Regions from separate parts of the Zea mays genome. Here region 2 is linked to region 1. The links are chromatin contacts, called in public Hi-C maps. All regions are on one chromosome and are shown on one strand. Each heading gives the region's core, a stretch centred on a gene start, on an enhancer-like site or on the middle of the called end of the contact. The rest is flanking DNA. Distances are from core to core; before and after follow the strand shown.

What was found. Hi-C and Micro-C count contacts between places; a contact is called where the count stands out from the background.
Region 2: a Hi-C map of ear shows a contact between it and region 1, with 1.9 times the contacts expected there. The contact joins the promoter of LOC103645981 here to the promoter of LOC100193076 in region 1. A contact is called at or near these places in 7 of 25 Hi-C or Micro-C datasets (bundle sheath, ear, endosperm and 3 more).

What each region holds. Positions count from the first base shown.
Region 1 is chr2:12,273,140-12,277,491 of Zm-B73-REFERENCE-NAM-5.0, reverse strand. LOC100193076 reads right to left here and starts at 1,469. Exons shown (of 1, transcript NM_001138242.1): 1 at 1-1,469. The coding sequence starts at 1,419.
Region 2 is chr2:12,456,150-12,460,663 of Zm-B73-REFERENCE-NAM-5.0, reverse strand. LOC103645981 (OSJNBa0041A02.21-like protein) reads right to left here and starts at 1,363. Exons shown (of 2, transcript XM_008670715.2): 1 at 1,000-1,363. The coding sequence starts at 1,084. It also overlaps the pseudogene LOC109944111.

The DNA of each region.
Region 1 (4,352 bases), core at 220-2,719:
CGCGGCAGCGACGGCGAGAGAGACGGCCACCCATGGCGACGGGAAGAAGTGCAGCACGAACCCTCCGCACCACCCGCTGACAAGCCGGCCCCGGTGGCCCGCTACGGCGTCAAGCATCTCGCCGTAGTCGTCAGGAAGCCGCGCCCCGACGGTCTCCTCACCTAGCTCCCGGAACAAGGCCACCAGCTCGGTGTCCGTGCGCCGCGTGCTGGCAAGGACCCCTCGCTTGCGGAGCATGGCCGCGTCCTGTGGGCAACGAATCAGGCCCTCCATCCGCGCTACGTGCGCCGTCACGCATGCGCCGTGCGCCCAGTAGAAGTGTTTCTCGAAGGCCAGGAGGTTGTGGAGCACAGCCGCGCTGTACTCGTGGACGTGGAAGCACGGGACGGTCATCACGGCCACCGGGCTCGCCGGGTGTCGCCAGAACCACATGTCCAGGTCGCCGCAGCTCGACGACGCCTCGCGGAACCACACCGCTGACCTCCGAAGCTCCATGGAGCAGGGGAACAGCCGCTCCGACTCCTTCTTGATCTTGAGGAGCTTCCGTGGCGTCGAGAGGACGAAGTACTTGTCCTTGGGCACGCGGGACCAGTGGAAGAGGTGCAGGACGTGGTGGAACTCGCCGGCGGCAGCGCTGTAGGCGGCGCGACGCGCGCGCTTGGGGCAGATGTCGTCGAAACATCCGAGCACGAGCTCCTCGACGGAGTTCCGGAGCTTGAGCCCAGGGCACGAAGCGGCGAGAAGCTTGATGGCTCTGAACGGGACCTGGTTCTCGAGCACGAGCATGTCGAGCTTGATGTCGTCGGCGTGCTGCGCCACGGCCATGTTCAGTATGAAGTAGTCCTTGCTGATGGACGCCGCCCGCGTCACGCTGTCGGCGTCGTCGCCTGTGCCGGCCTTGCTGAGCATCAAGCTCACCACCAGGATGAAGCAGCTGTCCAGCAGCAGCATCTCCAGCAGCTTCGCCTCGTCGTCTAGAATCTCCACGGCGGGCCCGTCCGAGCCGTCGTCGGCGAACTCACAGCGGAGGCGGTCGCGCTCCAGGCAGAGCGCCTCGACGTACCCGTCCACGTCGAGGCCGCACTGGTCCTGCAGGTACCGCATGAACGGGAGCTTGGCGTCGTCGGGGAAGGGGAGGCCGCGGTCAGCGCGGTGGAACGGGCCGATGGCCACGGCGCGCACCGCGTGCAGCGCCTCCACGGGCTCGCGCCGGGCGCACGGGCGGAGGATTGTCCCCGTCCTCTCGCCGAGGTACCACAGCATGGGCGTCCGCGAGATGAGGTCTCGGAGCACCGCCGTGTTCACTGTAGCCGACGTGAGCTTGCGCAGCCACTTCTTCTCGTTTCCGCCACCACCGCCGCCCGTGCCTACCCCTAGCCGCTCCGCGCTGCCGTCCGTCGCGCCACTGGCCTCGCCCATGCTCGCGTCTGGTGCGATGTCGATCAGGTGGTGATGGTTCCCTGCAATGGCGATGTCTCTGTCCATGTCTGCTGCGATGTCAAATCGAGTTTGCCACCGTTTTTGTACTCATCAATCATCGTGGCCATTCACCATGACGGCTAAGAGCCCGAATGCCCGAGGAAAGATCAGCTCAATGTCGGCAATCAGCGTAAATTGCATTCTTGCTGATCTCAACTGACAGAAATAGGCAAAGAAAAGAAAACTTCGCCCAGTTTTGTCGGACGCCGTCGGCAGTATGTGTGACGTGCGGTCCGATGTCATCCAGATCTGAATGAAATTGTACTGTTTCTTACCTATACCTGCATCCGTGTTTGATAATTCTGTCCCGCAACCATCAATACGAGACACAGAAAACGACAGTGCTGCTGTGATAGCAGCAATAATTTCGGGTTTATATTATCATGAGGATCAATAAGAACAATAGACGCGGATCAAGAAGAATGACTAACTTTCAGATATCGGGGTCATCTTTCGGATGTTATAACTACGTTTTCTTATAGAAAATACAATACAATATCAATTGCTCATTAATTGCTTCTTTATTATAAAATCGAAAGTCCTTGCTCGTTGTACATATGTCAACACTGACTACTAACAGTAGCATTGGGACATCCTTTCTACCTCATCTAGAGGTCGGTCTTTAATCGTATTCTTTTTATTCTAAGATAGTTATCGCTCTTAAAAAAAATCATTAGCAACATCCTATCCCTAGGTAAGTTTATTATAGAAATGGATTAAACAATCTATCTAATGTTACAAATTATATACTATATTTTCTAATATTTTTTATATATGCCTAATTAAAGTTTTTAAAAATGTTTGACTCCTTCAAAAACAGTAGTATTGCTTTTATATCAGAGGCATAAGAGGTCATAAGATAAGCATAATAAATCCCCATAAGGTCATAAGCACGTCCATTTATGCTACTTCTGAAGTGGCACCAATCCAAACAGGGTACAGGACATTACCATTTATGATGAGTCATGGATATTGCTCAAAGTATGTTGTATAGTTTTTTTCATTCGGAATCAAAGGAATTTTCGTCCATTTTTTGCCTAGTTTTTATGGAGCGAGATGTGGACGTAGGCCACCCGTTTGTATGGACTAAAATAGCCGACCCTTAGCTTATCAGAAATGTAGAAAATGTAACTGATGGCTTGCGAAACTATTTCCACCACAGTTAACAAAGTGTGGAACTCACGCGCATTCCAGTCTCTGCTGCGCTAGATGACATGGACGTCGGCGTGGTGGACGATCGACGGAAGCACACAGGCTCCTGGCGTTTCGAAAGCATGGGCATGGCGGCCATTCAATCAACGACAGCTCACTCTTCTGCGGTTCCTGGTCCCCTCTCCCGGTCCCGGGAGACAAAAGACGAACTCATCCGTCGGCGTGGTGCCCGTGCCTCCTCCTGCGTGCACATGCCGCTTCTGGTCCGTCATGGAACGGACAGGTTCAGCGTAGCAGTACGGCAGCTGTGTGTACGTGCTTGTCGTTAGAAGGAGTAAGCAAACCAAGAACAAGAAAATCACCGAGCTCATCTCTCAAGTCCTGGTCGTTCTTCGCCTCCGCGGCTCTGCGAGGCAAAGCAATGAAAGAGTCTGTGTCGTCCGTCAAGTGCTCCTGATCGCGATCGCACGAGATACGTACAAGGATGGCCACAGATCGAGAACTGCTACTTTGTCGTTCAGCGTCTACTGACTGTGACTGACCCACCATCCAATTCCGAATCAATCTGGGTTCACACCGTGCGCCACCAGTCCTCCTTAATAAGTACCTTTCAGTTCATGCACCTGATCATGCGAAAACATGTGTGGGGTTGATGCACCTGATCATGGACAGTCAGACAGGTTCGCTTGTCAACTACGTGCGCATGGCACCGGCCACGCATATGGGTTCTGTGATGGGCACGTGTTAGGTCCACTCTCTTTTGGACGTACCAAATTGTCCAGAGTACTTGGATCGTTCAGGATGCACGCGACAAAGGGCTAGCTTAGTTACTTTAGTATCGGAACTATAATTTAGCCTATGTTTGGTTTCTTTAATCTAGAGACTAAAGTTTAGTCTATAACATGTTTGGTTCTAATGGCTAAAAATAGTAAGAATATACTAAATGACTCATAATAAGACTAAAATGGCCTTTAACATTCTCCTGTTGTTAGTACAATTGAACTAAATGAGGGATAAATGTGGAATTAATATAGTTTAGTCCCTTTTAGCACATATGTGAAGAACTAAAGACTAAATTATTTTAGTCCATATTTTAGTCCTAGTGTTTGGCAAAAAAAAGTGATTAAATGTGACTAAAAACTAGAGACTAATCTTTAGTCCCTCTAACCAAACACCCCCTTAGTTAAGAGTGTTTGATTTTAATGACTAAAAGTATTCAAAACTTATTAAATGGATCATAAGATGATCATAATACCACTAAACATTCTTCCAACATTAGTGTAACTGAAATAAAGGAGTGGTAAAAAGTGGAATTTGTATGATTTAGTCCTTTTAGTCATCTTTTGAGGGACTAGAGACTAAAACAGTTTAATACTTATTTTAGTCTCAACGTTTAATAATTTAGAGACTAAATATAACTAAAATAAAGAAACTAATCTTTAGTCTATCAAACCAAACGGAACCAAAGTCCACCGCCCATAATAGCAGGTCAGCCGAACATTTGGGTCGTATGGTTTACTGTTTACATGGCATACTCCAGCCTCCCGTCTAAAAAAATATTCCGTATTTAAATACGCACGCTTGAAAAGGTCAATCATATTAAATTTTGATAAATTTTAAAAACTAAATAGGACTAGAGACTAAAACAGTTTAGTGACTATTTTAATTCCAATTTTTGGTAATTTAAAAACTAAATAATACTAAAATAGAGTGATTAATCT
Region 2 (4,514 bases), core at 114-2,613, 180 kb before region 1:
GATAAAGGAAAGATGGTTTCCAGAGGTAACCTAAAAGGTCTAGCTAATTGACTCGGTGAGACTCCAGTCTCTACACTCTACTACCCTCTAGTGGATGTCGTCGATGGATCGAGGTGGGGAAGAATCACATTCCACCACCATGGATATGTGCTTGCCGGGTGGCCGAATAGTCAGCAGCTCATGCAGTATCCCACCCGATCCCTCTTCATCCTTCCTCATCCATCCATCCAAACACTAAGTTGCTCTAGCCTTTTAATCGCTGACGAGTCCAATGAAATAGCGTAAAACACGGATGGTCCCTAGAGGCTGTATGGCGCTGGCGCGCGCGGTCTCAAGGTGACGGAGTATTTTTTTTCAGTATAACGCCAATGGAATGCGCGAGAGAAAAAAAAAATGAGAGGAGAGTCTTTTCACCGACGAAGAATGTTCTGGAATCCAGAATGATCTAGCGTCCCTGGACTACATAAACTAGGTAGCTGCTATAGACTATATATATGTAGTGATGTTCAGCAAACCTCACCGTCACCGACACTCTGCTACTTACTGCTACCTGTTGCAGTTGCAGGATTTATAATTTGACCAAGTAACTGAAGTGTCCATATACTGAACTCTAGTATGGTCAAGAAGACGGCAGCCATCTCATCTCATCTATGTGAACGACCTTATTGAAAAACGAGAACGAACGCACGCGAGATCTGCGAAGGAAACGAAAGAAGTCGTCCGTGAGCTCAGCTGAGTGAGCCGGCGGAGGTCGATCGACCACAGCGCGCAACGGCGCAAGAACTCGGCCTGCAAACAAACTGGCGAGGCGGCGACTGACTTGGCCGGGCTCAAAGAAAGCCAAAGCGAGGACTAACAACCGGCTACAAACCTCTATAGGCACCTACTCCACCGCTACACGATCACAAGCTCGCCAAAGCGGCCATTCGCGGCGCGTGAAGCCAAAGCCAAAAGCCAAGGGCGTTTCGGAATTCGGGGGCGGCGCCGCCGCGTACGTACCTGTGTTGCGCGCGCGGACGCGGGTGGAGACGGCGGCCCACGCGCGGCGCGCCGGGGACACCACCTTCTTCCGCCACCACGCCATGACCGCGCGCACGGGCGCCGGGATCCTCGCGGCGGCCAGCCTCGACGACGCGCTCCCCTTTGGGTTCCCCTGGCCGCCTCTGCTTCTGACGGCCGCACGGTTGCTCTGCTCTCTGGTGGTGACAAGGTCAGCTGTGGCGGGCAACTGTTCGTCGTTGCTGCTGCTGCTGCTGCTGCTGCTTATGGAGAGAAAACAGAGGCAGAGCTGCGTCTGTTGGTTCGTTACGGCAGTTTTATTGGCCTGAGCGCCGCCGACGGCTGCTGCTCAGAATTTCCTGCGTTCTGGATGGGCGGGCGGGCGGGCTCTGCTTTTTATCCCGTGCCTTTTTGCGAGGTCGGCAGGTGCAGGCAGTCTTCCGTCGCCGTCGTCGTCCGTCTCTGCCTGCCTGCCTGCCTGCGCTGTCCCCACCAGGCAGAATGCAGAATGCCTCGTGCCCGTGGCGGCTCGCCAGTCCAACTCGAACACTTGTGGGCGGCAGGGCGCGCACGCGTACAGGTACAGGAGAGTGCCTCTCGGTCTCGGCTCCGACAGGGAAATTTGACCCCGAGCGCGACCCGCACCGCCCATGCCGCGGTTACGTAGGCATGCCCACACGAGGGCTGGGCTGTTGCCCGGCCGGCGACGGCGACCTAACCTTCGGCCGCATGCTGGTGTCACGGTCCACTCTCGTTCCGTCAGGGTTAGGTATCCTGCTAAAGTTCGACTTCGACACGGAGGCTGTTTCCACGGACCACGGACCGTCAAATTCTGAGCACGTATGTATCCTTCGGCAGTTTCAGATGTAAAACCGTCATGCTTTGTATCAGCATGTACCATTTCTTCTTCGTGGTAATTCTGCCCTAGGACACGCGATTGCATAGTACTGAAGTTGGGGCAGCTGCCACGCAAATGGAATTCTAATTGTTTTTTTTATTTCAGCAACAGACAGAATTCTGTTTAATCAGTCCATTTCAATGAAGATTATCTTGGCCAGCAGGACGAACTACTAGCTAGAGGATGGACAGCCGACAATAAACTAACGAGGTCGCCCTCGGTAGCAAGGGACCTGCAAACCATGGGCTAATCCGCTAATAGAAGAAACACTATACTACTACACTATCCTATCCATTCACACCGCAAATGTACTTACGGATACGCAAGGACAAGTGAAAACGACCTGAAAACGGGTTATGCGCATGTCTTTGCCGGGTGGCTGAGTGGAGGGGAGGGGGCAGGGCTTTACTATGTTACTCTCAAACAACCGAAATAATTGCGAGTCTTTCAATCGAATGGTTAGGATAACTCTCCTAAAGGCCAATACACAAATACTCCGTCCGTTATTTTTTAATTTACCACCGTTTAGTTAAAAATAAACTAGCGATCGACAAATATTCGAGAATAGATGTAGTATATAATTATATGATTTTTTATTTATAAAAAACATGATAAACGAATAAATCTATAAACATAAAAATATTTTTGCTAAATGAGAGCATTTAGGCTCTTACTTGGTTTTGATGATTAATGTTGATAGTAGAATTTTATGAATAAGACGTGTTCTACAATCTATACTACTATTAAGGCTGTAAGGGGTAGGTTGCCTCCCCTGATTCTGCCTTTAGCCAATCTACATTGTCCATCTATATGCGTCAAATCATCACCGTCCCGTCGCCCCCGCTTCAAGCCTCCTCCATCCATCGATCGCAACTGCTCCTCTCTCCCGGCTCCCCGTAGCCCCACGTCGGCACATCCCTCGTTCCCCCCTGCTCCGCAAGCGAGCGCGGGCCGTGCGGGTCGCGACCACTTCCACCACCTCCTCCACTCCCCTCCCCTCCCCTCCCCAACCGCCGCCGCCGCCTTATTACTCGGCCGCACCCGCCTCGCCGCCCCGGTCCATAAGAGTCCATCCTCCCTCTAGCTAGCACTAATCGTCCATCCAATCTCACAGTCAAGCTCCCTGACCACCAGCGCGCCTCGAGCTCGAGCTTCTCTCCTGACAGCGTGCTGGTCGCTTCAATGGCATCTCGGGCGCGCCTGCCGGGCTCGCCGGCCTCGATCGCCATCCTCATCCTCTCCTTCTTCCAAGGTACGTACGTGGTGGCTCTGATTCATTTCGCGGCAGCCCGTGCCTGGTGTTCTTTCCCTTCTGCCAGTACCAATCGATCCCGCCTGTTCGGATTCGTGGGGGAGGAAGGGCAAGTGTGACTGAACCGGTGTCCGTTTCCGGTGCGGTGCTCGCGTCCGTCGCGCAGGGTCGGTATGCGGCATCATGTTCACCTTCACCAACCGCTGCGCGCGACACGGTGTGGCCGGGCCTGCTGTCCGGCTCGGGGACGCCGCCGCTGGAGACCACGGGCTTCGCGCTCGCGCCGGGGCAGTCGCGCCCGCTGTACGCGCCGCAGGGGTGGTCGGGCCGCTTCTGGGGCCGCTCCGACTGCACCTTCGACGCCTCCGGCAAGGGGTCCTACACCACGGGCGACTGCGGCTCCGGCGAGGTCGAGTGCCGCGGCGCGGGGGCGTCGCCGCCCGCCACGCTCGCCGAGTTCACGCTCGACGGCGACGGCGGCAAGGACTTCTACGATGTCAGCCTCGTCGACGGCTACAACCTGCCCATGCTCGTGCAGCCCGCCGCGGCCGGCTGCCCCGACACGGGGTGCCTTGTCGACCTCAACGAGCGGTGCCCTGATGAGCTCCGCGCCGACGGCGGCCGCGCCTGCCACATCGCCTTTTCACCTAATTTTGGTCTATAATTTTGAACTTACAAATGAACCTGGCAAGCAAGTCTGGAGCGTGGTTAGGATCAAGAACAACATCAATTTTCAGCCTTCAAGGTTACAACCAATTGTCACTACAAAGTCCAGATGCAGCTTAATTTTAATTAACAACACAACATATAGCCATATATATGTAATTATTACACTATTTTTTTTCCGTTGCAACGCACGAGTACTTACATAGTGACAATATAAGTTAAGTCACCTCTTTTGATTAAAAGCCGCCCTTGATTCCTCGCACAGGAGGAATTCACGTGCGTGCGATTGTCTTTGCCGTGTGTCCCTACACCTTGATGCGAAATTTATCGCTTTAGATTAAAGCTAATTGTTTGAACTGCTGCAGCTATAATCTATAGAGACAAAACACTGTAGGAGCAGTAGAAACCGGTACGGATTAAAGCCAAACAAACAAATTGTTTCATTCAATTGAGTTCAGACACCGTCCCGTTCAAAGTCAGTCACGAAAAGCCCTCTCCTCCTCCCTCCTCATTCAATCCAGATGCCCGTCTGTCACGATGTCCCGTTCCATGTGGCAGTCGGCTAGGACATGTCTCATGGAGTCGGAGGCGCATGAAGAGCTTCTTCTTAGTGACCGTTGGGGCCCGTCAGTGAGTAGGGGTAGGAAGGCACGAAAGGCCGACGATACGCTGAGACCGAGGCGGCACGACATCCATCCA